Linked DNA regions of Mus musculus: all the other regions are linked to region 3. A link is a contact called in public Hi-C, HiCAR-type and HiChIP or PLAC-seq data. All regions are on one chromosome and are shown on one strand. The core of a region is the stretch at or near the end of the contact, and the rest is flanking DNA. Distances in the headings are between cores, read along the strand shown.

Evidence for each region. Hi-C and Micro-C count contacts between places; a contact is called where the count stands out from the background. HiCAR-type assays count read pairs that join an accessible place to other places. HiChIP or PLAC-seq counts read pairs in DNA pulled down with a chosen protein or histone mark.
Region 1: a contact with region 3 is called in an H3K27ac HiChIP or PLAC-seq map of stem cell-derived neural progenitor cells, with 2.3 times the contacts expected there. The contact joins the enhancer-like site here to the promoter of 4930452A19Rik in region 3. A contact is called at or near these places in 24 of 484 Hi-C or Micro-C datasets (the C2C12 cell line, the HL-1 cell line, adipose-derived mesenchymal stem cells and 14 more), 12 of 115 datasets of contacts at active chromatin or transcription factors (bone marrow-derived macrophages, differentiating embryonic stem cells, embryonic basal ganglia and 9 more) and 1 of 9 other capture datasets (embryonic stem cells).
Region 2: a Hi-C map of stem cell-derived neural stem cells shows a contact between it and region 3, with 1.8 times the contacts expected there. The contact joins the enhancer-like site here to the promoter of 4930452A19Rik in region 3. A contact is called at or near these places in 6 of 484 Hi-C or Micro-C datasets (the N1E-115 cell line, cortical neurons, embryonic stem cells and 2 more) and 5 of 115 datasets of contacts at active chromatin or transcription factors (bone marrow-derived macrophages, embryonic basal ganglia, embryonic midbrain and 2 more).
Region 4: a HiCAR-type map of astrocytes shows a contact between it and region 3, with 1.7 times the contacts expected there. The contact joins the enhancer-like site here to the promoter of 4930452A19Rik in region 3. A contact is called at or near these places in 1 of 39 promoter capture datasets (hippocampal neurons), 27 of 484 Hi-C or Micro-C datasets (B cells, the C2C12 cell line, the HL-1 cell line and 18 more), 13 of 115 datasets of contacts at active chromatin or transcription factors (astrocytes, bone marrow-derived macrophages, differentiating embryonic stem cells and 9 more) and 1 of 9 other capture datasets (embryonic stem cells).
Region 5: an H3K4me3 HiChIP or PLAC-seq map of embryonic basal ganglia shows a contact between it and region 3, with 6 times the contacts expected there. The contact joins the enhancer-like site here to the promoter of 4930452A19Rik in region 3. A contact is called at or near these places in 7 of 115 datasets of contacts at active chromatin or transcription factors (bone marrow-derived dendritic cells, bone marrow-derived macrophages, embryonic basal ganglia and 4 more).
Region 6: a contact with region 3 is called in an H3K4me3 HiChIP or PLAC-seq map of embryonic basal ganglia, with 4 times the contacts expected there. The contact joins the enhancer-like site here to the promoter of 4930452A19Rik in region 3. A contact is called at or near these places in 1 of 39 promoter capture datasets (hippocampal neurons), 2 of 484 Hi-C or Micro-C datasets (cochlea and uterus) and 4 of 115 datasets of contacts at active chromatin or transcription factors (SST interneurons, bone marrow-derived macrophages, embryonic basal ganglia and 1 more).

What each region holds. Positions count from the first base shown.
Region 1 is chr17:10,186,509-10,189,208 of GRCm38.p6, reverse strand. No RefSeq gene overlaps it. Among named protein-coding and RNA genes, the nearest start is that of Gm34972, 42 kb to the right of the region's middle. Within about 2 kb of position 1,403, at least 28 of the 459 cell types and tissues checked have an H3K27ac peak or open chromatin away from gene starts, as enhancers often do. A contact at or near this core is called in astrocytes, cortical glia, forebrain and 3 more, where this site is marked.
Region 2 is chr17:10,108,671-10,111,370 of GRCm38.p6, reverse strand. No RefSeq gene overlaps it. Among named protein-coding and RNA genes, the nearest start is that of Gm34972, 36 kb to the left of the region's middle. Within about 2 kb of position 1,355, at least 13 of the 459 cell types and tissues checked have an H3K27ac peak or open chromatin away from gene starts, as enhancers often do. A contact at or near this core is called in neural progenitor cells, stem cell-derived neural progenitor cells and stem cell-derived neural stem cells, where this site is marked.
Region 3 is chr17:9,774,472-9,777,171 of GRCm38.p6, reverse strand. 4930452A19Rik (RIKEN cDNA 4930452A19 gene) reads left to right here and starts at 1,306. Exons shown (of 4, transcript NR_045433.1): 1 at 1,306-1,329; 2 at 2,086-2,293.
Region 4 is chr17:10,207,859-10,210,558 of GRCm38.p6, reverse strand. It overlaps Qk (quaking), which reads left to right. Exons shown (of 8, transcript NM_001159517.1): 8 at 928-2,700. The coding sequence ends at 944. Among named protein-coding and RNA genes, the nearest start is that of Gm34972, 63 kb to the right of the region's middle. Within about 2 kb of position 1,423, at least 16 of the 459 cell types and tissues checked have an H3K27ac peak or open chromatin away from gene starts, as enhancers often do. A contact at or near this core is called in astrocytes, embryonic stem cells, stem cell-derived motor neurons and 1 more, where this site is marked.
Region 5 is chr17:10,250,291-10,252,990 of GRCm38.p6, reverse strand. The region is part of intron 3 of Qk (quaking); the gene reads left to right. Among named protein-coding and RNA genes, the nearest start is that of Qk, 68 kb to the left of the region's middle. Within about 2 kb of position 1,265, at least 16 of the 459 cell types and tissues checked have an H3K27ac peak or open chromatin away from gene starts, as enhancers often do. A contact at or near this core is called in embryonic basal ganglia, embryonic brain, oligodendrocyte precursor cells and 1 more, where this site is marked.
Region 6 is chr17:10,226,909-10,229,608 of GRCm38.p6, reverse strand. The region is part of intron 4 of Qk (quaking); the gene reads left to right. Among named protein-coding and RNA genes, the nearest start is that of Gm34972, 82 kb to the right of the region's middle. Within about 2 kb of position 1,283, at least 12 of the 459 cell types and tissues checked have an H3K27ac peak or open chromatin away from gene starts, as enhancers often do. A contact at or near this core is called in embryonic basal ganglia, where this site is marked.

The DNA of each region.
Region 1 (2,700 bases), core at 154-2,653, 410 kb before region 3:
TGTGGACCCACAGTCAACTGGAAGGTGCTTTCTTACATAGGGCTTATATCACTTTTCCCAAAAAGCAAGCACAAGATCTTGCATGCATGAATGCATGAAGCTGGATGAAAAGAGAGCCTCTGTTTCCCTTCTGATGAACAATCATACAAAGAATGAGAAATTAGAGTTCTCCTGTCTGCTGTCTTTTATCCTCTGAAGGGCCACAGCGCATGAGATCCTTCAGAGGTTCAAGGAAACCTATGCCAGCTGGTTGTCACTGATCACAGTTCCCTTCCCTCCTTGCCTTCAGTCCCAGCCCAGAATGTATCCCAGATAAAGATGCTCATGGTTTAGGCTGGGAGGAGTCTGGATAGGTGGGCACACGAGCATGGATCTCCAGTGGCCTTTGCCTTTGAGGCTTCTGGGCCATATTCTAGCAGCTCTCTATCTGCCAGCATTTCAGCAGGAGCCAGAAAACTTCTGCTGTTTTCTCTGGGCCTCACTGGCAGTTTGTTCTTGCAGGGGCTTGGCCCAAACTGAGGGCTGGCAGCCTGGGCTCCCAGCACTCCCTGCAGAGCTACTTAGAGAAAACACATTAATGACACATCGAGCCAGAGTCTGAAGAGGGACCTGCCTCTGAGAATTGATGCATAAATGCCAGGCTAGGCAGGCAGGAGGCACCTGCCACCAGGCACTTGCCTGTATTTCCTTAGTGGAGTGTGGCTGTGAGACCAGGTAAACGCTGAGGGAACTAATTGAGTAAAGTTAGAGAAACAGGCATCATCTCAGAGTTTGCAGCCAGAGCTGGATCTGGCAGAAGTCACTAACACATAGGTTTGAAGAAAACGAACGGTAAGGACTCCCACAGTTATTTAGAAGACAGAACATGCAATTCATTTATTTTTAAAGTTACTGTACATGTATGGGTGTTTGCCTGCTTGTATGTATGCCTGAGTGCCACATGTGTGCTGTGCTCACATGAGGCCAGAAGAGGACATTGGATGCTTTGGAAGTGGAGTTACAAATTGCTGTGAGCCACCACACCCACACGGGTTGCCTGGGATTGAACCAGGGGCCTATGGAAGATCAGTTAATTCTTTTAATTGCTGAGCTGTTTGTCTAGCCTCAAACATGAGGTTCTAGACCGTCTGTGTGATTGGTCCAAGACTGCCTCCAATCAAAATATTCTCGGTTAAGCTTTAAAATGCATTTTTGGTAGACCACGGAATAAGGAATCATAGGGGTTCAGTCTTGGCCTCAAGCCTCTTGTTTGCCCAGATCAGGGTCATTTTACACTGGCATGAGCTAACATGAGTACAGCAATGTCTTTGTGGGTTGAACTTGTAGGCAGAGATGTGGCTCCTGTTCCTAGGTCCCAGTGACAATGGCCTACTGTAGGAGGCAAAGGAACTCTGCTAACCTCCAGTGATTTTCCACTCTGCCAACTCCAAGTGGCTCTCTGGCTCCTGGTGCTCTGTTCTCTTTGTTCTGGGATAGATACTTTGTATACTTTCCTTTCAAGGTTTTCTTTTTCCTTAAAATGCACACCCCCTTGGGACTGGTTGTAGTTTAGCCCTTAAGCACTCAATTCTTCCTGTGAGTTAGGGCCCCCTCCCTCCCTGCCCAAAAGCCTGAGACACAGGCGAGAGGGGCTGAGGGAGGAGAGACCAGAAATGGGGACCCGGTGGAGTTTGTGCCTTGAACCTGTGTGCAGCAGCCTTCCACACATGCTTGTTGTCACGCTCAGGTTGTAGAATTTTTCTCTCTGGAGCTTCAGTCTTATGTTTTAATGCATTCATATAAACCATGTTTTGTCACAGTTTTCTCATTGTTTGAATATAAAGAGCCAAATAATATTTCTCTCTTCATGCATGATAGTCATTAAGATTATTTAGCTGCATTAGTTAATAGCAGTCTGTCATCCAGAAAACTAGTTTGCATTTCATTTGGTGGTGGTGGGGGCAGGGGAAACGTTAATAATTAAATATAATCAATAGTGGAATTATCATTCCAGCAACTCTCTCGACCTGAGAAAGATGTTGTCAATTTGCACTTAGTGCTAATGCCATTTATTCCATTAACGGCCTTTATTTTAACAAGCTTAATCATCTTTATAGGTCTCTCTTCCTCTCCATCCCTTTCCCTTTTTTATTGCTCTGCTCATATAAATGCTTCCACAGTTGAGTGACACTGAAGCAGAGACTGAGTGATCACAGCCTTGGGTATGCCTGCCGGGAGGGCGGTCTCCTACTCATCCATACTTGTGTCCAGCCACACACTTTGCAGAAAGCATATTTGGTTAAAAGCATATAGATCATACTGTCTCTGTGCCCCACCTCCAAAGAACTGTCTCATTTGCAGCCAACTTGTCACCGGTCCTGTCTACTCGTTTGGCTCTTTCTGAAGTCTAGAATGGATGAGTGTTAGATTGAAGGTGCTCAAGAGACTTACTTGGGCCAGCTCCTCCCTGTGACATGGCACTGTGAAACACCACAGCATTATGAAGATTGTGTATATCCCCTACACACACACACACACACACACACACACACACACACACACACACGCACACACACCCCGATTGTCTTTACACTCCTGCTTGTTGGTTCCTACAGCCTCCATTCAAACTATCCTGAAGGCCCAACTCTATCCCATGGGCTCCTCTCCACCTCTGAACATGTGGTCATTATCAGCACTGATGAGGCTAGAGATGCCAAAAAG
Region 2 (2,700 bases), core at 106-2,605, 330 kb before region 3:
GGATGTGGATGTACAAAGACAATCTCAGGCACCAGTCTTCACCTTCTACCCTGCTTCAGACAAGGCACTTGTTTGCTGCAGCATAGGCCAGGATGTCTGGCCTCTGAGTATCAAGGGATTCTCCTGTCTTCATCTCCCTTCTTGCCTCGAGAGCTCCAGGATTGTGCCAGGCTTTATGTGGGTGCTGGGATATGAAACTCAGGCTCTCAGGCTTGTAAGTAAGTGCTTTACTCACTGAGCCACATCCCTAGCCCACTCACCATCCTTATTGAGTCGTCTTTGGACAATGAAAATCTAAAAACTGAATGTGGCCCATCAATGCCTCTTGAACTACAAAATAAAGAGGGAAAAAAAGCTTTACAAGTAGCAGGTGTGGGGTTTATCTAGAGCTCAATGAGGTGTGCTGTTTCTGAGCTGAAAGAGAACTAATTTAATTTGTCTGATTTATTAGAGAGGAAGCCCCCAAAATGCACTTGACAACTTAATGCAGTATGAATGATGTAGTGTGGAGCTTCTGATGACCACATATCCACATGATTCACACACACACACACACACACACACACACACACTCGAAAGACTTCATTTTCTTGGTTCTTGGCAGTGAGCTCATGATCCTTTCTTTCCAGCTAAGTTTAGAGAAAGTGTATGCCAGTAGTATGTTGAGTGACTTTTTATTTAGAACAAATAGCCAATACTTACCCCACCATGTGAGGCAGATATTGCCACTGTCCTTGCTTCACAGATGAACAGGGAGAGAGGCAGCCAGCACAGGCAACAGCTGAATTCAGTGCTGAGCAACAAGACTGCAGAGCTCATGGCCTAAGCCTCACATGTACCTGCCAGGTTCTGTGTCTTCACAAGGAGGCCCCTGGCAAGCTAACAGCAAACAGGACTTAAAGTGAATTGAGTTGAATCACATCTATGTCTTGTATGGTGCCCATGTGTCAGTGGTTCACAGTTGGAGCCATTTGGCCTCTCAGGGGACATTAAGTAATGTCTGGAGACATTTAAGCCATCATAAGTATTGGGGGATGGGGAGGGTAGTGCTTGCTATTAACATTCAATAAGTAGAGGCCAGGAAGGCTGCTGGACACTCTGACACACACAGAATAGTCCCTCTTGATTAAACAGAATGCTCTGATTGAAAGTGGCCATTGTGCCAACTGTGGGAAAATCTGTTATACGTTGCTTTGGTGACATTTTGTGAAATATTGAGGCAGGATTACCCCCAGCAATCACAGCACCGAGAGACTTGAGCCTATCATATGTTTTCTGAGGAGCTTTGGAGCAATATCATTGTTGACTCTCTTTGATGGACAGTTGCTGGGTGTTAGGAATCAAGAGTCACCCTTGTCGTTTTTCCCAGGAGAAGGCATTCCTTCTGATTCCAGGACAACGGGCCACTCCCGTTGCCTTGGAGACACTCCACCAAGCAGAAGCTTATGTTTCTGTCTGAGGCTCAGGAGAACTTTGGATTGCAAACCGTGTGTGTGTTTTCCTTTGTACAGTTTTAAAGAAAACTATGCAGACATTTCTAAAACGTCTGCTTTTTAACTAAAGTATTTCTAAACACAGGGCAACTGTGTTAGAGCTGTATGGCTACCCCACACAATCAGCGTGAGTCTGCACTCATGCCTGATCATTCAGCATCATAAAGCAGATGTCATCTGTGTGGGTTTATGATGCTTGTGCCTAGGGTCTTGTGCATACTAAACATTAGCCCTACCACTGAGACACACCCCAATCCTCTTTAACAGTATTTGACTTGAAGAAAATACAGTATAGTTTAGAAAGTGGCCTTTAGTTTTAATCAGTACATTGATTTTTAGTATTGAGCATTGAACCTAAGACTTTGCATGGGGTTTGTAAGCATGCACTAGGCCACCAAATGGCATCTCTGATTCATACTTCTTTTTGTTTATACTTTCCATGAAATCCTTAGGTGTTGGCATTTGATGTTACTTTCATAACTTATTCATGTTCTCGCAAATATTATTTTATACCATTGTACACATCCTTGCAAATAGCACCTTCTAGATGTTTTCTCATACAATAAACCTCCACACCTATTTTTTAATGGGAAGGCCCACATCACAAGTCTCTGCACTGGATCTCTCTATTCACCAACCTCAACAAGGCTGAACAAGTCATGATGTTTGCCGGTTCTGAAGGCAACACTGTAGTCCACTGGAGTGTAAGCCTGCTTGTGTTTCTCAGGTCCTGGGTCTACTGTGCTCCTTAAAGCCATGAAGCAAACAAGATGTTTCAGTGGGTGATGGACAGTGGGAAGATGGTTCAGTGGGCGAAGCACTTGCCACACAAGCCTGACAACCTGAGTTGCCGATGCAGCAGCACACACGCAGGTGTAATTGCAGCATCATGACCCTAAACTCACCATTCCGACAGTCAGGCTTACACAGCTGAGAACAACATGGTAGAAAGCAAAGACTGACATCTGAGCTTGTCCTATGACCTTCACATGTGTGTCATGGCATGTGTGCATCCACACTCAATACACATCACACATGTACAACATACACATGGCATGCATACATTTATACTCATACACACATGCATACATCACACACATACACACACACACACACACACACACATCACATCATGGTAAATGTGCATCCACATAAACATATGTACACATATCACACATAACCTACACATCATGGTATCCACACTCAC
Region 3 (2,700 bases), core at 57-2,556:
TGAGGAATGTAGGGGAGGCGTACTAGAAATGACATGTTTCTGATCTTTTGGAAGGTTTAAAGTAAGACTGTGTCCCCTGAGGGAGAAAATCCTGGGATTTCTGATGTCACCGTCTTTGTAGCGTTAGTGGCAATGGATGAGGAGACACAGCAGACACCTTTGGAACTGGTTTCTGCAGCCAGGTTACAGTAGAGCTGGCATTCTGGACATCCGAGCACACATGGTAGTATTCTCTCTTCGCAGAGATGAAAGCCCCTTTAAAGCTCTCCTCTCTCCTTCCCTTCTGAGGATAGGGCGGAGTTCTGATGGAGCTGCCTCTAAATGTTGGGATTGGATGCAGTTTTGCAAGTAGGACCCTAGTTCCTGTGGCAACTTCTTTACTCTTCTGTTGTCCGTTGGCTCATCCATCTCTTGTGCTGCCTCAAGCAGAGGTCTGGACTGTTTTGAAGCTTTGAAAGTGAAAGAGTACACTTTGCTCCTCAAAGGCTTCTGCTGTGTCTCACTTGCGGGTCCCGTCATTTTTTTTTTTTTTTTTTTTTTTTTTTTTTTTTATCCCTCATTTGCTTCAGTCTTTTCTCATCCAGCATGGACACCGAGCAGGGCCAAACTGGCTCTGTTCCCTTCTCATTCTTGCCCTTGCTTTCAAGCCTCTTTTACTTTTTATGCCAAAAAGAAAGAAAAGAGAAAAGAAGACCGTGTAGGAGGCTGGCATTGCCATGGCAACAACACTGATGGGGGCCTTTGGATTTGAGCTGCACTTGCAGGGAAGTACTGGCCTCAAAGAAGCTAAAAGGAAGAGGAAGCGGGGAGGGCAGGAGGGAGGGAAGAAGGGAGGGAGGGAGAAAGAGATGGAGGGAGGGAGGGAGAGAGGTAGGGAGGGAGGGAGGGAGGGAGAGAGAGAGAGAGAGAGAGAGAGAGAGAGAGAGAGAGAGAGAGAGAGAGGAAAAGAAAAGGAGAGAAAGTCAGACAACAACGGAGGAAGTGGGTAGCAAGTAAGGGTGGCCTAGCAAAACCCTAGATGCATTTGCGGTGACATCACTGCCTTTCCCACAGAGACCATTGACACCGGACGAAGCGTCCATTCAAGTCCCCAAAGCCACTCTCCAGGTCTGGTGGGGGAGCCCCCACTCTCACCCTGAATGCTTTTTTTGTTGGGGAACAGTGGAGCGTTTCTGAAAACTTGCATAAATGACTGAGGAATTCCCTGCCCTTGCCAGGAAGTCCAAGCCACTTGTGAGCTAACAATACGGAACTTTATCTCCTGTCCTATGCTGGAAGTTCCAGCTGTAGGCTCCGAATTCTAATAAGGGCTTTACTCATGCCGCTGAGGTTAGGGTAATATTTTATCCATCTCCTCTTTTCACTGAGACGCAGTCATTGCTGCTGTTGAGAGCCAGAGGCAAGTCCTGAGGACTGAGGTGGATTGGGGTACTAGTGGGGAGGGTGGATCATGGAGCAACTAAGAGGAAGGAAGTCAGAAAATGGTTTTTCTATTATTAGCTTGATGGGCCCACTTGCTGCTTGTGGGACTCTACACTGACAGGGTGAAGAGAAAAAGTTCACAGTGACTAAGGACCCCTGAACTAGAAATATTACTTTAGGACAGGGTCCACTTTTGGAAGAGTGCTCAGTTGTCTCCACATTCGCAAAAAGCGCAGAGGCAAAGACAGATGGCATGCCCAGCATTAGAATGCCTGCGCCTGCTCTGTTAGCTTCCGTCTCTGTGTCTGTAGGAAAATGCCTGTTTATTGTTTAGTGCTTTCCTGTTCCAGATTTGCCAATTCAGCTTTGAAAAGAAGGCTGGCTTTGGGCTAAGTAGGTGTTAAATCCCTGCCATGTAAGTTCTTAGAATATCCCCTGAAAGAGCCAGTAGGTTGGGTCAAGTATGTCCCCAGGGAAGCCCGGAAAGATGTTTTCTAGTAGCTGGATAAAGTGGTGACATTTTAAAGAATGCACAACATGGCAGGTGTTTATTGTCACAAACCCTGTTTCAGTTAATTTTCAAGGGACTCCCCAGGGATGTCTATTCCCAGCCCCTTTGAATATGGCTGCGTCCTGGTGCTCACACTTCTGCCTTTGTTAAAGTCTGACCTCAGGTCTTCCAGGAGCTTAGATCCTGCTGCACAGAACATGAAAGATGGACCCGTCAAGGAGAAGAGAGGAATCTTCTGGGGAGTATGGGGGAGCAGAGCATGTGACCCCTGTGCAGCTGCTTCCTCTTAGAGTTTTCACCCATGAATCACACATTCAACTTCCCGGAAGACGCAGGACGGCCCGACCTACAGAGCAGTATGTAAGAAGAGAAGTAACCAGATTCTACCTGCACTCTTGCCAACCCTAGAAGTTGCTAGGTTCAGGGCTAGGGTCTGCTGGGAAGGCTCAGGAAGACAGGATGGCATGGACAAGGCCATCTCCCCAGAAGCCCTTCTTTCCTGCTGTTTGGAACACTGGCCTCAGGGAAGGGATTGAGACTTGAACACCATTGGGGGCTGTGGCCTCTGAGATGCTACTTTCTCATGTTGTGGATAGTATGAATAAGGGGATCTGGTGCCCACCAGGGGCATGCCAGAGAGGAAAGAAAGAAACAGGAGCAATGGAGATGAGAGTAGGGTGTGTACCAATATGTCTCTCCCACCTTGAGAACCACTAAGAAAACCACCCAGAGGACAACAGATGGATAGAAAACTACATTTTAAGCAG
Region 4 (2,700 bases), core at 174-2,673, 430 kb before region 3:
TTATTGTATTTGCAGAGTATTAGCTTTGAAATTGAATAAAGAAAGCTGTTTGTAGTTTTAAAAATGCCTTCTTGGTATCAGTTAGAAATTTCTTCTATTTTTTATGTACTTAGAGTTCTTTGAGGTATAGAGTTTTAAATGGCAGGATTTTACAGTGTTTACATGCAAGTGCATTTTATAAGTGTTCTATATGTGTAAATTAGTATTTTCAACTGGAAAATGTTGGCTGGTGCAAAAGGCCTGGCCTTTTTTCTGGTTCCCATGATGTTGCCTACACTGCTAGACTACAGTATTGCTTTGTATCATGAGGCCAAGAAATTCCATGTTGTTTGTAAATAGAATAATTGAAAAAGCAATAAACATTTATTGAACAAAAGAAACTTTGTTTGGCCCAGAGTTTATGTTGAACCAAATTGTTCATAGCAATTTAAATTTCTTTAGATCCATTTCTGTTAATCATCAGTTATTAATAATCACATCCATCATTAATAGTTGCTTTATTGCTTGCATCTGAGAGAATACTAATGCTTAATAGCAGTCAGATACTTATAACTGCACTGACTGTTCAGAATTCTTTATACCAAACCTGTTCATCATTGTTTCCAATTTCCTTCATTGACTGCTACTAACTATTAGTTGTTAGCTGTATTTTATTTCTATTTTTTTCTTTTAACAAGTCGGGTTTTTCAAATTATTTTTTGTGGGAGTGGGCTCTTCTTCATTTGTTCAAATCATGATATGAAATTGTCATGATTTTTATTGTATTCTGTAGATGGTGTCAATCAGTTTGTCAGAATTCAACATGCCTTTTTTTTATTAGTTGTGATTAGTTTTCATGTTGTCATTAAGCTGTCACTAGCTGAAACTAATCTCTTCTCTATCTTTTCTTTTCTTTTTTTGTTTTGTTTTTTGTTTCTAACCACCCAGCCGCCACCGGCAACTAACCTATGACCTTCTGACCTCTGAACTCTTCACCCAATGATGACCTGACCATGCCTGCCTGCTGATCAGTTAACTGGTAATCGCCTTTGCTTGCCTGTCGTCAGTGCAGCGAGCTGAGGCACTTGTCCGTTCGTCTTACCATCTAACCAAACAAAAGACAAAGAAATTGTCCTCCAACTCAGCTTTTCCCCCCCTGTTTGGGTGAAAGTGGTTCTAGAACCTGCACTGAATAGTAGTAAAGCAATAAGGCCCGATTCATCCCACAGCACTGATCATCTCTCAATGCCCCACCCCAAGCGAACGGTAAGAAGGCCTCTCTTAAGAAGGGGAGACAGATGGCCCTAACTACTCAGTGACAGAGGCAGTTACTGTGAGAGACTTGTAGGAATTTTTTTCTTCTCCTAGCGAAGTCAAAGCTCTCTCTGAATGTACTGTGTGACAATGCATCATGCATGAACCTTCGGTCAGGGATGTCGTTGGGGAAGTGACTTCAAAAGTATTCAAAATTTGACATGCTGTTTGTTTAGTCACTACAGTGCCCTCAAAGGGCAGACATTGCAGCCTTTTTATATTGCCTGCCAAAATTTGAAGTATTAGAACAAAGTGTGCCATGAGAGAAAAACTTAACAAGGAGTTTTGAAAAGAAATGCAAAGAACAAAACTACAACACTATTTTTTAAAAAGTTGAGTATCTGAGTTAAAATTTCCAAATCTTTATTTTACACCACCTTAAAAATTATATGAGAACAAGGTACATGCATTATGTGTCACATTACTGGGCAAACTGTTCAAATATTTTTTTTAAACCTCCCTGTATAGAAAATATCATTAAGGATGTAAAAGCCATGCTTGCCTATTTGCTGTATACATGTAATGAAATTGTAGATAAAGTGTAGTGCATTGAAACAAATGAACAAAAAAGTAGATACTTTTACTATACAAGGGTGCTGGTGCAGAAAAAAATATATATATTTTTGGAAATGTAGCATTTTATACTTTCAAGTGTTATAAAAAAAAAGAAAAAGAACAAAGAAACCCTTTATTTCATTAAATGATTTTTTCTGGTGGTTGTCAAGAAACAAAAGACCAAAAGAGCCTTTTTGTCTTTCTTTTTTATTTTTTAAGTATTGGAATAAGTCTAATGAAAAAGAAAGTGCCTTATTTTTCTTCATGGTCATTTAGTCAAGTGTCCTGTAAGATCAGCTCCTCCCTCAGAATAAAGTTACTGCATGTTCCTCAGTCGCCCAGTATGTGAAAGGAGATATGAGAGGAGACAAATGAGTTGATGGTCTAAATTATAAGATTTGTGTCACATTATCTTGATGCCAGTTTGCCAAATCTGATACTGTGAAAAAATTTGATAGCTTTTCTAATGTCTGACTAGTAAATTTTAAAATGTCATTCTTTTACAAATCATAATTAGTACTTTTGGTTATTACCGTCTTCAGTGTTAGCCCAAAGATTCTGAGGTTTAGAAAAAAATTATGTAAGATCTGAACATCAGTTTGCAGACAAAATTAAATTAGAGCTTTATTTTATTTGGAGAAGAGGGATACAATGGAATTTTTCCTTACCAATTAGAAATAATTGTAATGCCTAAAAAACTTTTTCACAAAAATGAATCTTTGAAATTTTTTATTGTTGAAAAAGTGTTAAGTAACATAAATCTAATCAGATATCTTATGTAGTCCATCTCTGCTGGCTTTAGTAACTGCTCCTAAACTTTTTAACTCTAAAGGAGCGTGGAAAGCCCGCATC
Region 5 (2,700 bases), core at 16-2,515, 480 kb before region 3:
AGTTTCTTATTTTCTGAAGAGTAGGAGTGCCAGGTAAGTATAGAAGGAAGACTTAAATTACAATTTTAGATGGCTAGGCAGATAGCTCAATCAGTAAAGTGCTGGAGAATCTCAGCTCACTCCTTAGAATGCCCCTTATAGGAGGGAAATAACCAGGACATGGAGGCATACATTTATAAACCCAATCCTGGGAAGGTGGCAACAGGAGGATGCTTGGATCTCACTGACTACTCACTCTGCACTATTGACAGACCCCAGGTTGGTGAGAGACCGTGGCTGAAAATTCAAGGTACAACTGATACATCAGGAAAGATACCCAAAGTTGTCTTCTTGTGTACAAATGCATAGTGTGCACGCACCATCCACACATACGTGTTTTCACTAATGGAACAACTTACTTTAACTTAAAAAATGAGACAATGCAAAGCCAGCACTACTTTCAAGGGGCGTTCACATTAAGCAGAGTTGACATTTCAAAAATAAAAGTGAAATTATTAATTACCATGTGATAAGCAGAAAGGTAGAGATATTTTGTAGATAATATGAGTGAACATAATAATTTTCCAGCTCATGCATACATTTTCCTTTTTGATCTTCTCTCCATACTGCACGATTCTGTACATGATAATGTAATGTGAACTTACAAATTTTTAAATGGTTTTCAGACAAGTGACTAGATTATTTTGTAGTATATTATAGCATTTAATTAATTAATTAATTTATTTATTATTTTTGGCTCTGTATCTATGTGAACGGTATGTTTGTACCATGGGGTTGCCTGCCTGCCTGTGTGTATGTCTGTCATCTGTCAGTGGATAACTTTGGAGTTTGTTATTTTGTTCCATCTTTATTTGTGTTCTGTGATCCACGTTCAAGTTGGATCTTATGTGACAGGCACCTTTACCTGCTGAATTTTCTTGCTGGACCCAAATTTTAATGTGTTTTTTTTCTTTTAGTATATTATTTATTGGTATCATTTAAGGCAGGTTTGTGCTCTGTATGTCAGACTAGCCTGGAACTTACTAAATAGCTCTTGCTGGCCTCAAAGACAAACTATAAACATGAGCTAAAACAATAAGTCATAAAACTTGTAGTAAGTCGTATGTTATCCAACCTCAGTAAATTGGTGTTGAGGCTAGGGTATGTAGGCTCTTTTCTTGGGTAATTTTCCATGCTCTTGAATACACATTTAGGAAGTCACTAAAAGAGATGGCAGCTGCGTGTATTTGGGATGTTTATGACATTACCAGAGAGGGTGGGAGAGCTTGAAGCAGAGATGCTTTGAGACAATAGTTGGTTAATGAGTTTGCTTGTATGTACAAGAGAAAAGAATGGGCCTGATTGCTCACAATTTGAAGCCTGAAAATGTATTTTTCTGGATCTGTGTATTTGCATATCTAATTGCTATGTAATCAAAACTAAGTGAACTGTAGCTACTTCAAACTTTAAAATGAAAGGCAATCATCCTTATGGGGGGAGGGGACCCCTAACTTGCACGCTAGCCTGAATATTAGCATTATAGTCCTCTTGTGCTTAATTATAGGTGTCTGGCTGAGCAGTAAATGCCTGCTTGTGTAATGGAGAAGTGAGTGTGACTCTGACACACCAGTGGAGCTCTGCTGTGACAGAGCCTGGGCTTAGAAAGCCATTACTGTGTATCTGTTCTGTGCATTGGTGATACGGATGGTGCCAGAAGGACTGCTAATTGCTTGCTTTTTTTGATATGGAAAGCAGTGGTTCCACCAGTGACCTCACTACTAAAACTAAAGCTTGTATTAAGCAGCTAGAATATGCTTGGTTTTCTGGTGGAAAGAAACCCCACTCCCCAGCCTCAAGTTGTTTCCTGACAGCTTTGTTTTTTTGTTAGCCTTTTGGGGTTAAAATCTATTTACTATAACATGAGTCCTTTGGGTTATTGTAGCTTTTCCTTTTCACTGTATTATTAATTTGAGAGACAGTATATTCTTACATCCTTAAATGTCATTGAAAATTTTATAGCCACTAATTTCCAAGGTTTTCAGACTAATATAAGCTCTTTATATATTTCCTCATTGAACTTAGACATCTAACACAGGTTTAAAACATATTTAAGTTTCAATTAGTGTCAAACTAGCTAGTTCTTAGTCCCTGAGGAAAAGATGCATTCAGCCTGATACCAAAGTCTTCAAGACTCAAGGATTTGGGTTGAGCTAGAGGACTACTGAAACGCCTGTACCCTCTGCCCCAACACAACACAACACATCACTTTATACTTTTCCTTAATTCACTTAATTCTGTTTTGCCTTTTAAAAAGTTTATTCTAAGTTTGAGAATTTAGGATTAATAAACTGTTTTTAAAAAACTAATTGCTTTCCAATGTTTTTTCTCATTTTCAGGAAAAAGCATTTATTTTTGTAAAGTGTTAGTTGAAGTGGAGTTAACAGATACGTATCAGAAGATACTCTCATGAAGTTTTACCTTTTAAATTAAGATTTAATTTGTCGAGGCCAGACACAGTGACACACATACATATTTAATCCCAGCAATCTGGAGCCAGAGTCAGGTAGACCTCTGAGTTCAAGGCCAGCCTAGTCTATGTAGAGAGGCCCTGTCTCAAAACATAAAATAAAAACATACCATGTTAGTCTGTGTGATTTTTGTTCTTTTCAGTCAGCATTATTTTGTGAAAACCGCTTATGAGTGATCAACAATCAAATCCTG
Region 6 (2,700 bases), core at 34-2,533, 450 kb before region 3:
TAGGCATTTTTATACATCATTATTTCAGAAGGGATTCAAAAAATTCCAGATGAGGGAAACAGGATATTTTTGTTGCTGATATGAAGACTAAGAAGAAAGTGGAACTAAGGGCCTTCATCTCCTAATCTTTTTCTAAAGGAAAACAGTTTCCATGTGTTATGCCAGGACTAAACTGGAAAGCTGAACTGAAAAGTACTAACTTCTGACTGGAGAAATTCATGGTACCAAGAAACAGGAATTTACACTTCAATCTCTTTTGTTTGTTTGTTTGTTTTTTTTGAGACAGGGTTTCTCTGTATAGCCCTGGCTGTCCTGGAACTCACTTTGTAGACTAGGCTAGCCTCGAACTCAGAAATCCACCTGCCTCTGCCTCCTAAGTGCTGGGATTAAAGGCGTGCGCCACCACCGCCCAGCTTTACACTTAAATCTTAAGAGACTCTCTACATACATAGATGTCATTACGCTCAGACAGTTCATACAGTGTTTTGGGGCTGTATGGCTTTGTGATAGAATCCTCCTGTTTTCATATTTACTCAAGGGTATTTTGAACTTAAATATGAATGAGTTTTTAATATATATTTGATTTTTTTAGAAGCATTAGCATCCATAGGGATCTAAGTTAATATGAATTAAATATTTGGTTTTAATATATTACTGCAATTTTTCCAGCTGAGAAATTTGAAATTTTAAGTGTGCTGATTAATCAAGGAATATTTTGAAATTTGGAAATATATTTATCATAACAAAATCATTTTAATTTTCTTTTTAGAAAAACCAGTTATCACTGTCATTGAAATTGAGAAAAAAATAAAGAGAAAATAATATTTTATAATATATATTTTCCTATTTCTCAGGAGTTCTTCTTTGCTTAATGTTCTATGGATTTGACTCATGGTAAATTGTTTTAATTATAATCTGAAAATAATATGAAAGTAATGATGATAGTAAGAGGCATCTGGATACTGAAATAGTTTCTTCAAGACATTTTAAAGCCAGATTGTCAGTCAGTTGCTGCTCTTGGACAAGTACTAGTAACTGAAGTATATGAACAAGTCCTAGTGACTGAAGTATGTGGCATTTTGGCTTTGTTTGTTTTGGTGAGAAAAAGAAATTAAAAGATGTTTAAACATCTAACCAAAATGCATGCAGTTCATGATAAGAGCAAGAGAGAGAGAGAGAGAGGAGAGGAGAGAAGAGAGAGAGAGTGAGCACTTGTGAAGAGGGTGTTTCTGTGCTCGCTGCCATTTTCATCTGAATGGGACTCAGTGTTGTAATTAGCAGTCTCTTCAGAGTGTCAGAGCAGAATTACCATTGTGATGCTTAGCTGTGGGATAAAAGCATTGGATTGGGTCTGCCTGTCTGCCAAACTAAATGAGTTGCAATGGGAATTTTCAAATGTTTGAGGCGGTTACTTATAGTAATTTGATGGGTTTGAATAAACTCATAAATTACAGATTTAGAAAAAAGAAGCCAGTCCTTCTATAGATGAGATTTTTGTAGAGGCTTATGGCTTTATAAGTTCTTGATGAGAGTGAATTGATCCCTGCTCACATGAGGCCAGTTTATTAGGGCTTGTGACCCCCCCACCCCCCCCCCCCACCCCATTAACCCCACAAATGCATGACAAGCACATGTAAGGAAAGAGTTTGGCATCTCTGGGGAAGAGTGTGACAGTTCTGGTCATGATTTTGTTCTGTATTCAGCACTGCAGAGCGTTGTTGGAAGAATAATTTGTTTTTATAAACAATAAGGTAATATTTTAAGTTCATACTATATGTAAATAGTAAATAATGTATTTTTACACCTAGGAGACACAAAGGGTAGAATAAAATTTAAAAAAAAAAACAAACATTTTGGATTCAAATGTGGTTTTCAGGCTTCAATAAGTGGTATTATTCAGGTTTCATGTACATGTTCTCAGAATACACTTCAACTCTCTCCTGAGTCTCCAAAGAATTATATGTTAGCGTAATTTTGAATAAGTGTCCAAAGTGGGGACCATCATAGTGTGTACAATACCATTTGTCCTCAGGACACTGACCATAATAATCAGTTTCTGTGTGGTCTTTTTATCTGTTTTTTAGATTAAACACTCAAAGCTGAAGTATTTAAATTTTCAAGGCTGTATAATTGATTCATAAAATAGATAAAGTATTATGGGAGCCTACTGTAAGTAACTAGGTTGCTGTTTCATTACGAAAATAGTGAAATAGTATAGTAATAATAATCTGGATACCTGAAAATATTGTTGCATCTTTCAAAATACATTATTAGGGGGACACAGTTATATTAGAAAAAGAATAATTATTTAGTTGATAAGTGACAAAGTAAAATATTTTTAAAGTAAAATGTTTTTGTTAATCTTTATTGCATGGTGTTTAGTTGCATGTTGGCATGTCTGAGTAGCATCTTGTATTCCTAATATTTTAGTTGACCCATGGGTGAAACTTGAATCAATGGTGGGTACATTTTTAAAGGTGTACTTGAGTGTAAAGTAAAGGTCCATAGAGGAGTCCTCCCCCACCAGATCTCAGAGTTTCAGTAGAGGTCCTTAGAATCCAATTGGCATAAGACTGTGCTGTGTATGAGGCCCTCTGCTGTGTGCTGCTTAAGCACATGTGACAGGACAGAAAAGGACTTACAGAAATTGACATAGACTGGTTGCTCCCCTCCCCTCCCCTCCCCTCCCCTCCCCTCCTT